Linked DNA regions of Macaca mulatta: region 2 is linked to region 1. The links are chromatin contacts, called in public Hi-C maps. All regions are on one chromosome and are shown on one strand. Each heading gives the region's core, a stretch centred on a gene start, on an enhancer-like site or on the middle of the called end of the contact. The rest is flanking DNA. Distances are from core to core; before and after follow the strand shown. Region 1 holds the start of DTX1 (deltex E3 ubiquitin ligase 1). Region 2 overlaps DDX54 (DEAD-box helicase 54).

Region 1 (6,403 bases), core at 856-3,355:
AGTGCATGTGAAGCCCTTATTCTACAATCACATGCTACTGCTATTCTAGATTCTGTGCTCAGTGAGCACCATTTTATTTAATCCTCACTCAGCTGTGAGAGATATTGATCTACCCATTATGCAGATGAGGAAACTGAGGCTCAGAGAGAGGAAGCAACTTGCCCAAGGCCCTACAACTTGCTCAGAGGCTGTACTGGAATCCAAGTCTTAAACTGGACAAGGTTAGACTGCCCTGTTTTTCTGGAGGTGAGGCAGGGAGATAGGGAAGGGATTTGGGATCAGATTTACTGGGATTTTCTGCAGCCCACGCTGCAAGGTAGTGGTGGTTCAGCAGGGCGGGTGGCATGGGGTGGGTGGGGAGTCTACTCACCTGTGTCCTGGCGAAACTGGTGCATGGACTGCAGGTCGATGATGTAGGGCACAAGCTGGGCGTCCACCTGCCCCAGGACCACGGAGCCGCGAGCGTCCTCCTTCAGCACGTTCTCAATGTGGTGGCACACGGTGGCCGTGTAGGGCCGCCAGCGACTGTGCTCATTCAGCCACTCCCACACCACCACCCGGGCCACGTTCTGCGGTGGGAAGCCCAGACCATTCACAGGCATCAGCCCACCGTGGCCTGGCCGTGACATGGCCGCCACTGCCTCAGGGGCCAGGTCCCCCACTATTGCAGGCCCAGCTACTCCTGGGCCTGGCAGCAGGCGGCAACTTCCTCTCTCCCCAGGGGGACAGCAAGGACCGTCTGGCCTCCTTTCTAACTCTGGGTTCTCTCTGAGGCCTAGAGGCCTCCGTTAAAGGAATGTGGGGTGGCCATCCAGGCTGCAAAGACCTCTTCCCTGCAGAGCCTTCTCGGATAAAGGGTGCTGCCCTGGAAAGCAAGTGTCTCTCTTATGCTGGAGGAAACAGCTCTAAAGTCCTTGGCCCCCTCGGCTGGCTCAGGTAGGGAGTGAGGCAGCCGCCCCCGTTCTAGGTCCAGCCTCTTCAGTGTTGTCTCTGGTCCCTCTTCCCCGCCAGACAGGGCCTGTCACCCAGGAGGCCTGGGCCACAGCCTGCTGCTCCTGCGGCTCTCAGTCAGCCCTCTGCACTCCCAACCGCGTCCCAGACCCTGCGCCTGGCTTCAGTGGGGCTTCTTGCCTCCCTCCAGTCCGGGCCCCCTTCTCCGACGGCTCCTGCTGAAGGGGGCGTCCCTGCCCCCTTGTTCCCTCTCCACGGTGTCCTGGAAGGCCTGGGTGGCTGCAGAACACACGGGGAAGGGGTGCGGCGCGGACCCCCGGGGGGTGCGCCTGGACTGCGGCTCCGGAGCTGGGCTGGGGGACGAGGGGGACGAGGGGGGCGGGGGCCCGTGGGCACGCCCCACCCCACTCGTGCTCGCGACCTGCCAGGAGACAAGAGGGGAGAGGGCCCTTTAAGAGGAGAGCTCAGCACCCCCTCCCCCATTCCCAGGAGATCATTCGGCTGAGAACAATGGGGGACCGAAGGGGGACAGCAAGGGGGGCGTACGGGGTCGCCCCGCCCGCTTTCCCTTGGGGCAGGCCTGGAGGGAGGGCTGGGGCCGGGGGCGCGGTTTTCAGAGACTCTCCGCCTGGGGGGTGCCCTCCTTCGCTCCCAGAGCCTTCCCTTCCCCTGGGGCCCTCACCCTGCCGGGGGGTATGCCGGGTGCGCGGGGATGCGTCGGGAAGCTAGGGGATGAACGGAGCTGCAGGCGCGGCCCAGGGCCCCTCGGGGGTCGCGTCGCGGAGGGGGCGAATCCAGGAGCTGGACCGTCTCTGCCTCCCGCCCTGGGGATAACAGCCCCCCTTCCCCAGCTCAGACGTCGCCGAGCCGCTCGCGGGCCCCCAGCTGGAGCCGGGGGTGGGGTCCCTAAGCACCCGCGCTCTCACCGCCTCTCTTCGTCTCCGGCTCCGGCTCCGGCTCGCGCTCCAGCACCGCCGCCTTCTGGGCTCCCCCCGGAGTGGGAGGGAGCCGCGGTTCTGCCTCCGCGCCCGTTCCCTCCCAGGCCCCTCGGCCGCCGCGCCGAGCTTTCCGCGCGTGGACAGACTGCTCGGCCGACGGACGGACGCAGGAGCTGGCTGGCGGCCGCCGGGATCCCGCGGGTGGGAGGCGGCCTCGGCAGTGCTCGGGAAGGGAGAGGGGAGGGGGCGGAGGAGGAGGAAGGGGAGGAGACAGATCGCGGCCCTGAGCGCCATCGGCGCTGACACGCGAGTCTCAGGGCGCCCCAAATCCTCGGCCAGGCCTTCCCGAGAACCCAAGGGGCCTTCTGACCCCAAGCAGGGCTTGAGGCAGGGAGTGGGGTGTTTAGGAGTCGCCGGCTTGAATCTTTGTCATCTTTATTTCCAGTCTCCCAGTCTAGGGCCTGGCACTGAGTAGGTGCTCAATAAATGCTTGAATGAATGAATAAGATCCAGAGACTGTCTAAAGAAAGATCTTGAAGCATTCAGAGCTAGCCTCCTTTCCTCCTCTAACTATTACTGGGGGCGGGAGGGTGCTGACAAGGCCTGATTCAGACTCAGATAGAACCGTGGAATCTGAAGAGTACAGATGAGGAGACTGAAGCCAGAGAGAGTAAGACCCAGGCCCAGGATCACAGAAGCTTAGAGCGGTGCCCAGACACCAACCCCAATCTGAATCTCCTGCCAGTACCCAGTTCCTAGCCCTAAGCCCACTTCCCCCAAAGCACCCACCTGCTCCAGGTGAGAGGGGGTGGGACCAGCGGAGGGGACCCTGGCCAGGAGGTAAGAACCTGGAGGAAGAGAAGGGCAGGCTTTCTGCCATGTCATTCACAGCCACCTGCAAACAACTAGTGCTCAATAAATGGTGGGTGAGCATTGGTTGGATGGAAGGGAAGACTGGAAATGGCAGCGACTCAAGTGTTAATGGGATGGCCGGTTCCTCTCTCCTCCAGCAAGCTGGATGCAGCTGAGACACACGTCGGCTGGGAGGGGGGTGGACCACCCGGGGCCTTTGGGTGTTTAGATTGGGGAAGATGAAGGATGCATCCGGGAACTCTAGCCTGGGTGGCTGACGGAGGTCAGTGACCTGTTTGGGCGCCTGCCCAGAGCAGCCCACGCCTGCCTCCCCAGGGCAGATGGGGATACACTAGGCAGGGGCAGGGGCAGGCTGCTCAGGGGTGCTTTCCCAGAACCCAGCTCTGGCTCTCCGGCCTGCTGGAGGGACCTCCCCTCCCCAGGCCCCTGCTCTGACCAGCAGCCCAGTGTTGGATGGGCTTTTTCATATTGGGTCAATGATTCTGCTTTCTTTCTCCTGCTGCAGACTACAGAGAGAGGCTTTGCATACGGCAGGGCCAAGTCTGCAGTATGACAGTACTGACAATACTCCCACAGGATCACTGAGTTCTGGGATTTTAGCCTAGGGTCCATGGATGGCCTTCTGGGGTCCATGAAGTCCCCCTCTCCCATTACAGGCAAACTTGTGTGTCTAGGCGTTGTGTGTCTTGTGTGTCTGGGAAGAAGGGCACTGGCTGTCAGCAGATTCTTCTCCCAGGATATTATGACTGAACAGGTTCAGAGCAGATGCTCAACCACCTTATGTTATAGAAGGATCTGGGGACCCCACAGTGGAGAAGAGATTGACTCAAGGTCGCATGGTGATTTAGCAGCAAATTGGAAAAAAGAACACAAGTCTCTGGACTTCCTGTCAAATGCTATTTAAGGTCTGATTAAATGTCACCTCCTCCAGGAAGCCTTTCTTGAATTCATCCCATCTTCCTCTGTGTTCCTTTGCCCATAACTTGACATGACACCCTGTGTCACAATTAGCCTCTTAAATGAAATCTGTCCCTGCTAGAGTGAGATAGCCATCATATTCATCTTGGTGTGGTATGGCTGGTGCCCATTACATAAGGGTGTCATTTACTGAGTGCCTATTATGTGCCAGGCACTTATGTAATACTTACTACTCTTCACAACTGCCCCACAAGGAAGGTAATATTGTCCTCATTTTACACATGGAAACAGAAAACCTCCTGAAGCTCAGAGAGGCTAAGTAGCTTACCCAAGTTCCCACAGGGAGTAAGTGGCAGAGCTAGGATCTGTGTCCCAAATGCTTTTGCACCTCCCATAGCACCATGCTGCCTCTGTGTTTGTTGAGTGACTAATGGATGGCATCCAGCTGAGGATCTGGTGCAGTGTGGCCCTTAATGGCCCCTCTCAACTGGGTTTGGAACATCTGGGAATGCAAAACTGCTCCCAGGGAACTTGGGGAGAAAAGATTTCCAAGGAGAGGGAAGGAATTTGGCCACCAAGGAGCCCACAATTCACTGGAGGGATGGCTCAGATGCCAATGAGGAAGTCAATAGGACAAAAGCAATCAATCATGAACTGTTTTTTTTTTTTTTTTTTGGTCCATTGAGGCATTTTATTTATATAAATTTATTACATCCCTAGAAAAACAATCCCAGGATTTTCCCCCTTATGTGTTTTTGTCTTGCTTCCTTATGGTCCCTGATACCAGCTGAGGTTGTCAGGACAATGAAACCAAAGGAGATAGGGGTACCATTTTTCTAGATCTTTGAGTTGCAAATCAACCTGGGGCTTGTCACTGTACACTTGTTTAACCTGCCTGTGAGGTCCACAGTGATTTTTCTAGCTCTGTGATTATTGATGATTTCAAAGTCACTGATATAAACTAAGTTGCATTATCACACTTAGAAACTAGATGACGATTTTGGAACACAACCTAAAACTACCTGGTGTTTGCTTCTCTTCTCAGCATGTTGATGCTATTGAGAGCATTGGCCAGGATGTTCACATGCACCATTATAGCAGCTCAGAAAGATGGCAGAAAGAGACTAATTCATTTTTTTTTTGTTCTGCCATCCACCATCCACTCATCCATCCACCTATCTATCCATTCATCTATCCACCCATCCTCCATCCATCCACCCATCCAGTCATTCATCCATCCACCCACTCATGCATCATCCATTCATCCATACACCCACCCAGCCATCATCTATCCATCCATCCATCCATCCATCCATCCATCCATCCATTTATTCATCCATTCATCTATGCATTCATGTATGAAACTTCCCACCTTCCTTCCTTCCCCTCCTCTGTCTCTCCCTTCCTTCCTTTCTTCCTCTTTTTGTTTATTTATTTTTTTTAAGATGGAGTCTTGCTCTGTCACCAGGCTGGAGTGCAGTGGCGCAATCTCAGCTCACTGCAACCTCCGACTCCCTGGTTCAAGCGATTCTCCTGCCTCAGCCTCCCAAGTAGCTGCAATTAGAGGCACGTGCCACCACGCCCAGCTAATTTTTGTATTTTCAGTAGAGACAGGGTTTCACCACGTTGGCCAGGATGGTCTCGATCTCCTGACCTCATGATCCGCCTACCTCGACCTCCCGAAGTGCTGTGATTACAGGTGTGAGTCACCGCACCCGGCCCCTTCCTTCCTCTTATCCACTTATTCATCCATCCATCCATCCATCCATCCATCCATCCATCCATCCAAAAACTACCAGATGCCCTCCTATGTGCCAGGCACTGGGCTATGAACTGAGATACAGATATAACCCAAGCAGCATGGCCTCTGCCATCCTGGGTCTCAGAGTCTAGTGAGAAAGTTAGACATGAATCAAAGAATCACACAAAGTGTAATTCCAAACTTTTGCTAAGACTATGAAGTAAAAGTTCAGGATATCATGAGGACATCTAACAGGGGTCCTATCAGGTCTAAGAAATCAGGGAGGGCTTCTCAGAGGAGTTGATGTTTCAGCTACTCCCTGAAGGATTCACAGGTCTTAATGTGGCTGAGTGGGGTAGGAGGGGGAATGATTACATCAGAGGAAACAGGAATGTGCAAAGGCCCAGAGGTGGGAAAGAGCTTGGTGTGTTAGAGCAACAGAAAGGAGACCAAGTAACCACTGAGAAAGAAGAGGGGTGAGCCTGGGGCCAGATGAGGCAGGGCTACCATACAGGGCCTTGGAAGACCCAGTATGGATTTGTGATTTTATCCTAAGAGTCATGGGGAGTTACTAAAAATTTGATGTGATTTGATTTGTGTTGGAAAGAGCCTGGAATTAACTAGACTTTATTGAGTACCTACTGTATGTCCAGCCCTGGTCTAGGTACAGGAGAGTCTGGAAGGGGACACAAAACAAAATGAGTGACACTGAAGGCGGTATTAGGGGCATGTGCAATTAGGGTATGAGCCCTGGGAGACACATGCCACCCCTGTCCCCAGCCTGTGGAGCCGAGTAGGTTAGGCTCTTTTGAGCCCTTCTCGCCAGCCCTCTACATCCTTCTGTGCAGACCAGCTGTGACCTCCCCTTCAGCAGCTGAGAAAAAGTTTAAGTGGAAAACAGGAAACAGAGTGAGAAGGACTGTTTAGGTGTCTCTGGGGACTGAAATGGGGCCCCTGGAAGTCAGAGTGTTCCTTGGGCCTA
Region 2 (7,078 bases), core at 4,483-6,982, 100 kb before region 1:
GGCAGAAACCACCCCCGGTGCAGTTAGCTTTTAGGGAGAGACATCCTGCTTTTGCTCCAGAGCTAGCCAGGGGTCAGCAGGGCCCAGCACGTGCTTAATCTGGAGAGATGGGAAGAGGGCAGGCTCCTGACCCAGTGCAGGGTTTGGTTTCCGACCCTGACCCTCACCATGTGCCCCTGGGCCAATCTCTAAACCTCCAGGAGCCTCAGTTTCCTCATCTCTAAAATGGACTCATCAGGGCCTTTCTTGCAAGATTGGCCAAATGTTGGTAATTGACGGTGGGTGATGGGCCCATGAGGTCCATCACACTCTTCCCTCGGCTTTTTGTGTTTTTCTTTCATTGTTTTGCCTTTTTTTTTTTTTTTTTTTTTTTTTGAGAGGGGCTCACTCTGTCACCCAGGCTGGAGTATAGTGGCATGATCACAGCTCACTGCACCCTTGACCTCCTAGGCTCAGGCAGTCCTCCTACCTCACCCTCTTGAGGAGCTGGGAATACAGGCAGGTCCACCATGCCTGGATGATTTTTTAGTTTTTGTGGAGATGGGGGTCTCACTATGTTGCCCAGCTGGGTCTTGAACTCCTGCACTCAAGTGATTCTCCATCTGTGCTGGAGGCTTCCAAAGTGCTGGGATTACAGGTGTGAGCCGCCGTGCCTGGCTTACGGTTGTAGATGTCCTGTAGTAGAAAGTCAGAACGTGACGACAAAAGAAAGCACGTACTTTCCTCATATTTTTGGTGTGAGGTAAAGGAGATGATGATGATGAACTCAGCACAGTGCTTGCACATAGGAAGCCTGTGTCCCCGGCATCCTCTGCTCTTACTGTTGCTGTTACTTATTACCGTAAGTATCGCTGTTGCTAGTATGGACTCTTCCTAGATTGAATCCTGTCTCTGCAACTGACTCATTTGACAGTCCTGGTAGCAACTGAACCACACTAAGCCTCAGTTTTCATATCTGTAGAACAGGGTTGCTGTGGAAATTGAATTTCTAATGCTGGAGTCAGCAAAGTTGCTGTTGGTTGTTTTTTGTTTTAGTTTTTTGTTTTTAAGAGAGACAAAGTCTTGTTCTGTCGCCCAGGCTGGAGTACAGTGGCGCTATCATGGCTTACTGCAGCCTTGGGCTCCCAGGCTCAAGTGATCCTCCTGCCTCACCCCATGAGTAATTGAGAGACTACAGGTGCACACCACCATGCCCGGCTAATTTAAAATTTTTTTTGTAGACATGGAGTGTCACTACATTGCTCAGGCTGGTCTCCAATTCCTGGCCTCAAGTGATCCTCCTGCCTCAGCCTCCGAGAACTCTGAGATTATAAGCATGAGCCACCGTGCCCGGCCAACAAAGTTTTGTTTTTAGAGCCAGATAGTACATATTCTAGACTCTGTGGGCCATGTGATCCAGGGTGGCTCTTCAACCCTGGCCTTGTAGTGCAAAAACAGCCAGAGACCATGCATCAGCGAGTAGTGCAGCTGTGCTCCCGTAGAGCCATTTACAGAAGCAGCAGGCAGCTGGCCGGCCGGCCGCGGTTTGTTGACCCCTGTCGGTGTATTCAAGTGTCTGGCTCTCTAGCTCCTCCGTAAGTGCTGGTGTTCTTTGCAGTGATTATTTTGTAGCCATTTACCTGTGATTGTGGAGCCAGGGTGAGACCCAGGAATGGTGGTCGGGCAGCGGACAGGCGGGCTGGACTGAAAGACCCCTGACAAGGTGCTGTGTGGGGTGCAGGTGCGGCCGGTGTGGATGGCATGCTGGGTCGGGTGCCACAGAGTGTGGTGGACGAGGAGGACAGTGGCCTGCAGAGCACCCTGGAGGCATCGCTGGAGCTACGGGGCCTGGCCCGCGTAGCCGACAACGCCCAGCAGCAGTATGTGCGCTCGCGCCCAGCGCCCTCACCCGAGTCCATCAAGAGGGCCAAGGAGCTGGACCTTGTGGGGCTGGGCCTGCACCCCCTCTTCAGTGAGTCCTTCTACAGGTAGGGGTGGCAGGTGGGTCTTGCTGACCCCACCCACAGCCTGACACCTCACTGCTTTCCCACCAGGCTCGCGTTTTGAGGAGGAGGAGCTTCAGCGGCTGAGGCTGGTGGACAGCATCAAGAACTACCGCTCCCGGGCGGTGAGTGGGGCTGGGCGGAGACCACGCTCTGAGTCCTGGCTCAGTGGAGGCCAGAGACAGATGGCCCGTGGCCTGGGGTCACACAGTGACAACGGTGGTGCCATGACTCAGATTGCAGTCCTGACCCCCAGCAGGACCCCAGCAGGGATTTTCATCTGAGCTTATATCTTAACCTGCAGCCTTGGCTCTGACAGCCTCTCTTGAGATGCCCCTTGTTCTGGAACCATCCCTGCTGGCCCACAGCAGGTGGCATGGGGCAGCCATTCCCTAGCACTTAACAGATGGTTCATGAGGGGAAGTGACATGCTCCCGGTCTGTTAGAGGCCTGAAGAGCTTGTTTTCCTGAGCTTCCTTCCCTCCTTCCCAACTGTTGACTCCCATTAGGCACCCCATCTTGTGCATATGGAAGGGGATGCACAAAAGGAAAAACCTACTCGGGAATGAGTAAGCTTGCCAGCCAGCTGGGATCAGGAGAGGAGCTGTCATGGTTAAGAGCGCCAGTTTTGAAGTCAAATGGACTTGGGTTAACAAGCTATGGTTTTTCCTAGCATGTGACCATGGGCTGGTTACTCACCCTCTCTGGGTTTTTGTTTTTGTTTGTTTTTGAAACAGGGTCTTGCTTTGTCACCCAGGCTGGAGTGCAGTGGTGCAATCATGGCTCACTGCATCCTTGACCTCCTGGGCTCAAGTGATCCTCCTATCTCAGCCTCCTGAGTAGCTGGGACTACAGGTGCATGCCACCACACATGGCTAATTTTTTTATTTTTTGTAGAGATGAGGTCATGTCATGTTGCCTAGACTGGTCTCAAACTCCTAGGCTCAGGTGATCCTCCTGCCTCAGCCTCCCAAAGTGCTGAGATTACAGGCGTGAGCCATGGTACCTGGCCTGGGTCTCTCTTTGTGTTTTTGTTTTATTTTTGAGATAGAGTCTCGCTCTGTTATCCAGGCTGGGGTGCAGTGGTACAATCTCGGCTCACTGCAACCTCTGCCTCCTGAATTCAAGTGATTCTCCTGCCTCAGCCTCGTCAGTAGCTGGGACTACAGGTGCCCACCACCACACCTGGCTAATATTTGTATCTTTAGCAGAGATGGGGTTTCACCGTGTTGGCCAGGCTGGTGTCGAACTCCTGACCTCAAGTGATCCTCCTGCTTCAGCCTCCCAAAGTGCTGGGATTACAGGCATGAGCCACTGCGCCTGGCCTGGGTCTATCTAATTGTGAAGTGCAGATAATGAGAGTGCCCACCTTGGACACTGGGGAAGACTTGGGGAAGAATGCCAATAGGGAGCCCACCAAGTGGTAAGGGTGGGGTTAGGGGTAGGAGGCTGGTGGGCAAAGGACTGGGTGTCCCCTCCACAGACTATATTTGAGATCAACGCCTCCAGCCGAGACCTGTGCAGTCAGGTGATGCGCGCCAAGCGGCAGAAGGACCACAAGGCCATCGCCCGCTTCCAGCAGGGACAGCAGGGGAGGCAGGAGCAGCAGGAGGGCCCAGTGGGCCCAGCCCCGAGCTGCCCAGCACTGCAGGAGAAGCAGCCTGAGAAAGAGGAGGAGGAGGAGGAGGAGGCGAGAGAGAGTGTGGAGGTACAGGTTCCACCCTGGGGACCCTGGACCTGGGGTACAGGGAAGGGGTGGCTAAGTCGCAGCAGCCCATGAAGCTGTTCTAGGGGCTTTGAGCAGTGGATGGAGGTGGATGCTGTCAGCTTCCCATCTGCAGAGTCGGGGTATGGTTCTTGTCCACTGTCCCTCGTTTAAAACTGGGGCCAGATCTTTAGCCTGAGAAGCTGTGTACAACATGACACCCTCAGTGGGGTCCAGGGCATCACCAGCCACCAAACACATCAGGGCTTCTGCAGTGAGACGTGCGGGTCTCACTCAGAGGGAGGACCATGAAGTGTCCCATTCACCTGGTAGGTGGGTCTTGGGCCTGCGTGTCCCCCAGGATGTCCCTCTCTCATGTTTTGTTTAGACAGAGGGTTCAGTAGCCTAGAAGACCAGCTGGAGACCCCTGACCTAGTCCACGTTGTTCAGAGCAGGCCAGGCGCAGAGAGGGGCAGGGCCGGCTGTTACACAGCCTGGAGCGCGGAGCTGGAATGGGGAGTTGGGTCTCCCCCAGCCGGCACTCTCTCCCTTACCTAGCTGTCCTGCCTCTGCTGGTCCCTGAGGCAGGGGTTGCGCTGTGTGTGCAGATGAGGAAACTGAGGGTCCCACAGGAGACACTGTCACCCAGCTAAGAAATGGCAAAGTGAAGCTTTGAAAGTCCCCGGGAAGCCACTGGCCCCTGTGGCCAGGGTGGTGGGTAGGGAGGCTGTGGGGACTCCCCAGGGGGCTACAGGCATGACGCTGGGCCTCGGTCCGTGCTCTGCCAGGACATTTTCTCAGAGGTCATGGGCCGGAAGCGGCAGCGGTCAGGACCCAACAGGGGAGCCAAGAGGCGGAGGGAGGAGGCCTGGGAGCGGGACCAGGAATTCTACATCCCCTACCGGCCCAAGGACTTCGACAGCGAGCGGGGGTGAGTGGCTGGCTGGGTCCTGGGTGGGGCAGGCAGGTCTGCTGGATCCCATCAATCCAGTTAGGTCTCCCACCTTCCCCCTGCAGCCTGAGCATCAGCGGGGAAGGGGGAGCCTTCGAGCAGCAGGTGGCTGGTGCTGTCCTGGACCTGATGGGGGACGAAGCCCAGAACCTGACGAGGGGCCGGCAGCAGCTCAAGTGGTGAGTGAGCGAGTGACCCACCCATCCATGCCCCAGGTGAGTGAGCGAGTGACCCACCCATCCATGCCCCGGGTGAGTGAGCGAGTGAGCCGCCCATCCATGCCCGGGGTGAGTGAGCAAGTTAGCTGCCCCTCCATCATCCCTGCCTGGGGTGAGTGAGCGAGTGAGCTGCCCCTCATGCCAGCAGGCAGGGTGAATTCCCTGACGTCCTCACTCCCATCTGATCCTGGACAGCCTGGATTATGACCTGGCTGTCCCCCATGTGACCACTCACAGCAGGTGTGATGGCCCCTGGCTGTTCTGTCACCTTGATTTGATCACACACCACAGAGATCTTGACCCCGTCTATCCTTTTTGCTGGCAAGTCTTTCTAGACAGGGCTCAGGACCCATTTGTTCAGGAGGACTCTAGCGTCTAGAGAATGTATGTGACTCAACCAAGGGTCACAGCTGGAAAGGGGGAGGGGATTGGAAACCCTCCAGGAGGCCCTTGTCCCTGAGCCAGGCCCCAGTGCTGGCGGCAGTCCTCTGACCTTTATTGAGCGCCAACTGCATGCCAGACATGGCTGCACTGCTTTCTTTTAATGCTCCAACAACCTGACAAGAGGGTCGGGTGAGGAGACAGGCCCTGAGCGGGAACCGGCACTCCAAGCGTTTCCCTCCACGGCAGCCGTCCCAACTCCCTCTCCTGCAGGGACCGTAAGAAGAAGCGGTTTGTGGGAAAGTCAGGACAGGAAGACAAGAAGAAGATTAAGACAGAGAGTGGCCGCTACATCAACAGCTCCTACAAGCGAGACCTGTATCCTGAGGGGCGTGGCCAGGGAGGGGCGGGGCCGAGCAGCTTCAGCAGCAGCAGCTCCAATTAAGTGGGACCTGGGGGCGGGGCCGGGGATGAGGGGCCGGAGCTGAGCGGCTTCAGCAGCCGCATCTCCAATAAGTGGGACCTGTGCTGGGGGCGGGGCCCAGCAGCTTCAGCAGCAGCATCTCCAATAAGTGGGACCTGTGCTGGGGGCGGGCCCAGCGGCTTCAGCAGCCGCATCTCCAGTAAGTGGGACCTGTGTGCTGGGGGCGGGCCCAGCAGCTTCAGCCGCGACTGGGATAACAGAACTGTGTCTGCTGGGGCGGTGTGGGGAGGAGCCTTCTCCCGTCCCAGGGGCTTCACGCAGCTTCCTTAACGAGGTTTCCCAGCTATCAGAAGTGGAAACAGAAACAGAAAATTGATGATCGTGACTCGGACGAAGAAGGAGCATCTGACCGGCGAGGCCCAGAGCGAAGAGGTGGGAAGCGAGGCCGTGGCCAAGGTGAGAGCCAGGGAGGGTGGGGAGTATGGGTGCACAGGTAGGTAGAGCAGTTATGGTCAGATTAGGGTAACACTGAGGCACGGGTGCAGGGGCTACTGCAGAGCCCCAGAGCTCGGTGTGTTGGGGTATGCTGCCAAAACCCTGGGTCCCTCCATGATCCCCCCACCCAACCCCCACACCCACAGGTTCCCCCTTCCTACTATCCCGGTCTCTGATGGTCACGAGCATCACCTGACAGGCGCTGGGAAGCACCGTGCCCCTCAGGTGCCTTGTCCCCGACCTCTGGCCACTTCACAGATGAAGCCACGGGGATGACTTCTGGTAGATGCCCTGTTCACCTAATTAAGCCTATTGTCTAAAATCCTAGAGAACTCGGGAGGTGGAACCTTGTGGGAATGCTGCTATGTGGGCCATTTTCACCTGCAAAAATGGCATCTGCATGTGGTTCGACCTGACAGAGTGGGCATGAATTGAACCCCTGTGGCATCCTCAGGAGTGACGTTCTTTTTAGCAATGCTGTGGGGAAGTTCATGTCACCAAAGACGCAGTCAGAAGCAGCTTTGGTTCCGGGAGGAGGCGATCACGGGGGATGCTGAGGAAGATACTTCCTCGAAATGTGGGTTGGCAAATAGTACATTTGGTCATTTGAGGACTTCGACCTCTTTAATCTGGCCTGGGTCCCTCAGCCAGTAAAAGGCTAAGGTGGATTTGAAGCCGGCTCTGTCTACCAGAGCCTGTGCTTAAGGGCTGCTGTCAGGGAGGGGCTCCCACTTGCTGGGTGCAGGCAGGCTGTGTCCTGGAAGGCCACACATGACCTGGGAGGCAAGGTGACTGCGAATACCCATTTTACAGGCCGGGAAACAGGTGCCTTATGAGGGCTGTGACTGAACCTGAGTCACCCAGCTGCCCAAGGCTCCCACCTGGGACCTTCCCTGGGGAGAGGGGAGTTTGGGACCATGT

Evidence for each region. A called contact is a pair of places that touch in the nucleus more often than the background predicts.
Region 2: a Hi-C map of fetal cortex germinal zone shows a contact between it and region 1, with 2.2 times the contacts expected there. The contact joins the enhancer-like site here to the promoter of DTX1 in region 1. A contact is called at or near these places in 7 of 14 Hi-C or Micro-C datasets (CD4 T cells, blood, cortical neurons and 4 more).

Annotation. Positions count from the first base shown.
Region 1 is chr11:120,296,248-120,302,650 of T2T-MMU8v2.0, reverse strand. DTX1 (deltex E3 ubiquitin ligase 1) reads right to left here and starts at 2,105. Exons shown (of 11, transcript XM_077955293.1): 1 at 1,878-2,105; 2 at 309-1,372. It also overlaps a transcript of CFAP73 not described here.
Region 2 is chr11:120,403,540-120,410,617 of T2T-MMU8v2.0, reverse strand. DDX54 (DEAD-box helicase 54) reads left to right here. Exons shown (of 20, transcript XR_013401468.1): 13 at 1,721-1,951; 14 at 2,034-2,107; 15 at 3,466-3,690; 16 at 4,476-4,618; 17 at 4,705-4,818; 18 at 5,512-5,616; 19 at 6,006-6,325. Among named protein-coding and RNA genes, the nearest start is that of CFAP73, 14 kb to the right of the region's middle. Within about 2 kb of position 5,732, at least 4 of the 40 cell types and tissues checked have an H3K27ac peak or open chromatin away from gene starts, as enhancers often do. A contact at or near this core is called in cortical neurons and fetal cortex germinal zone, where this site is marked.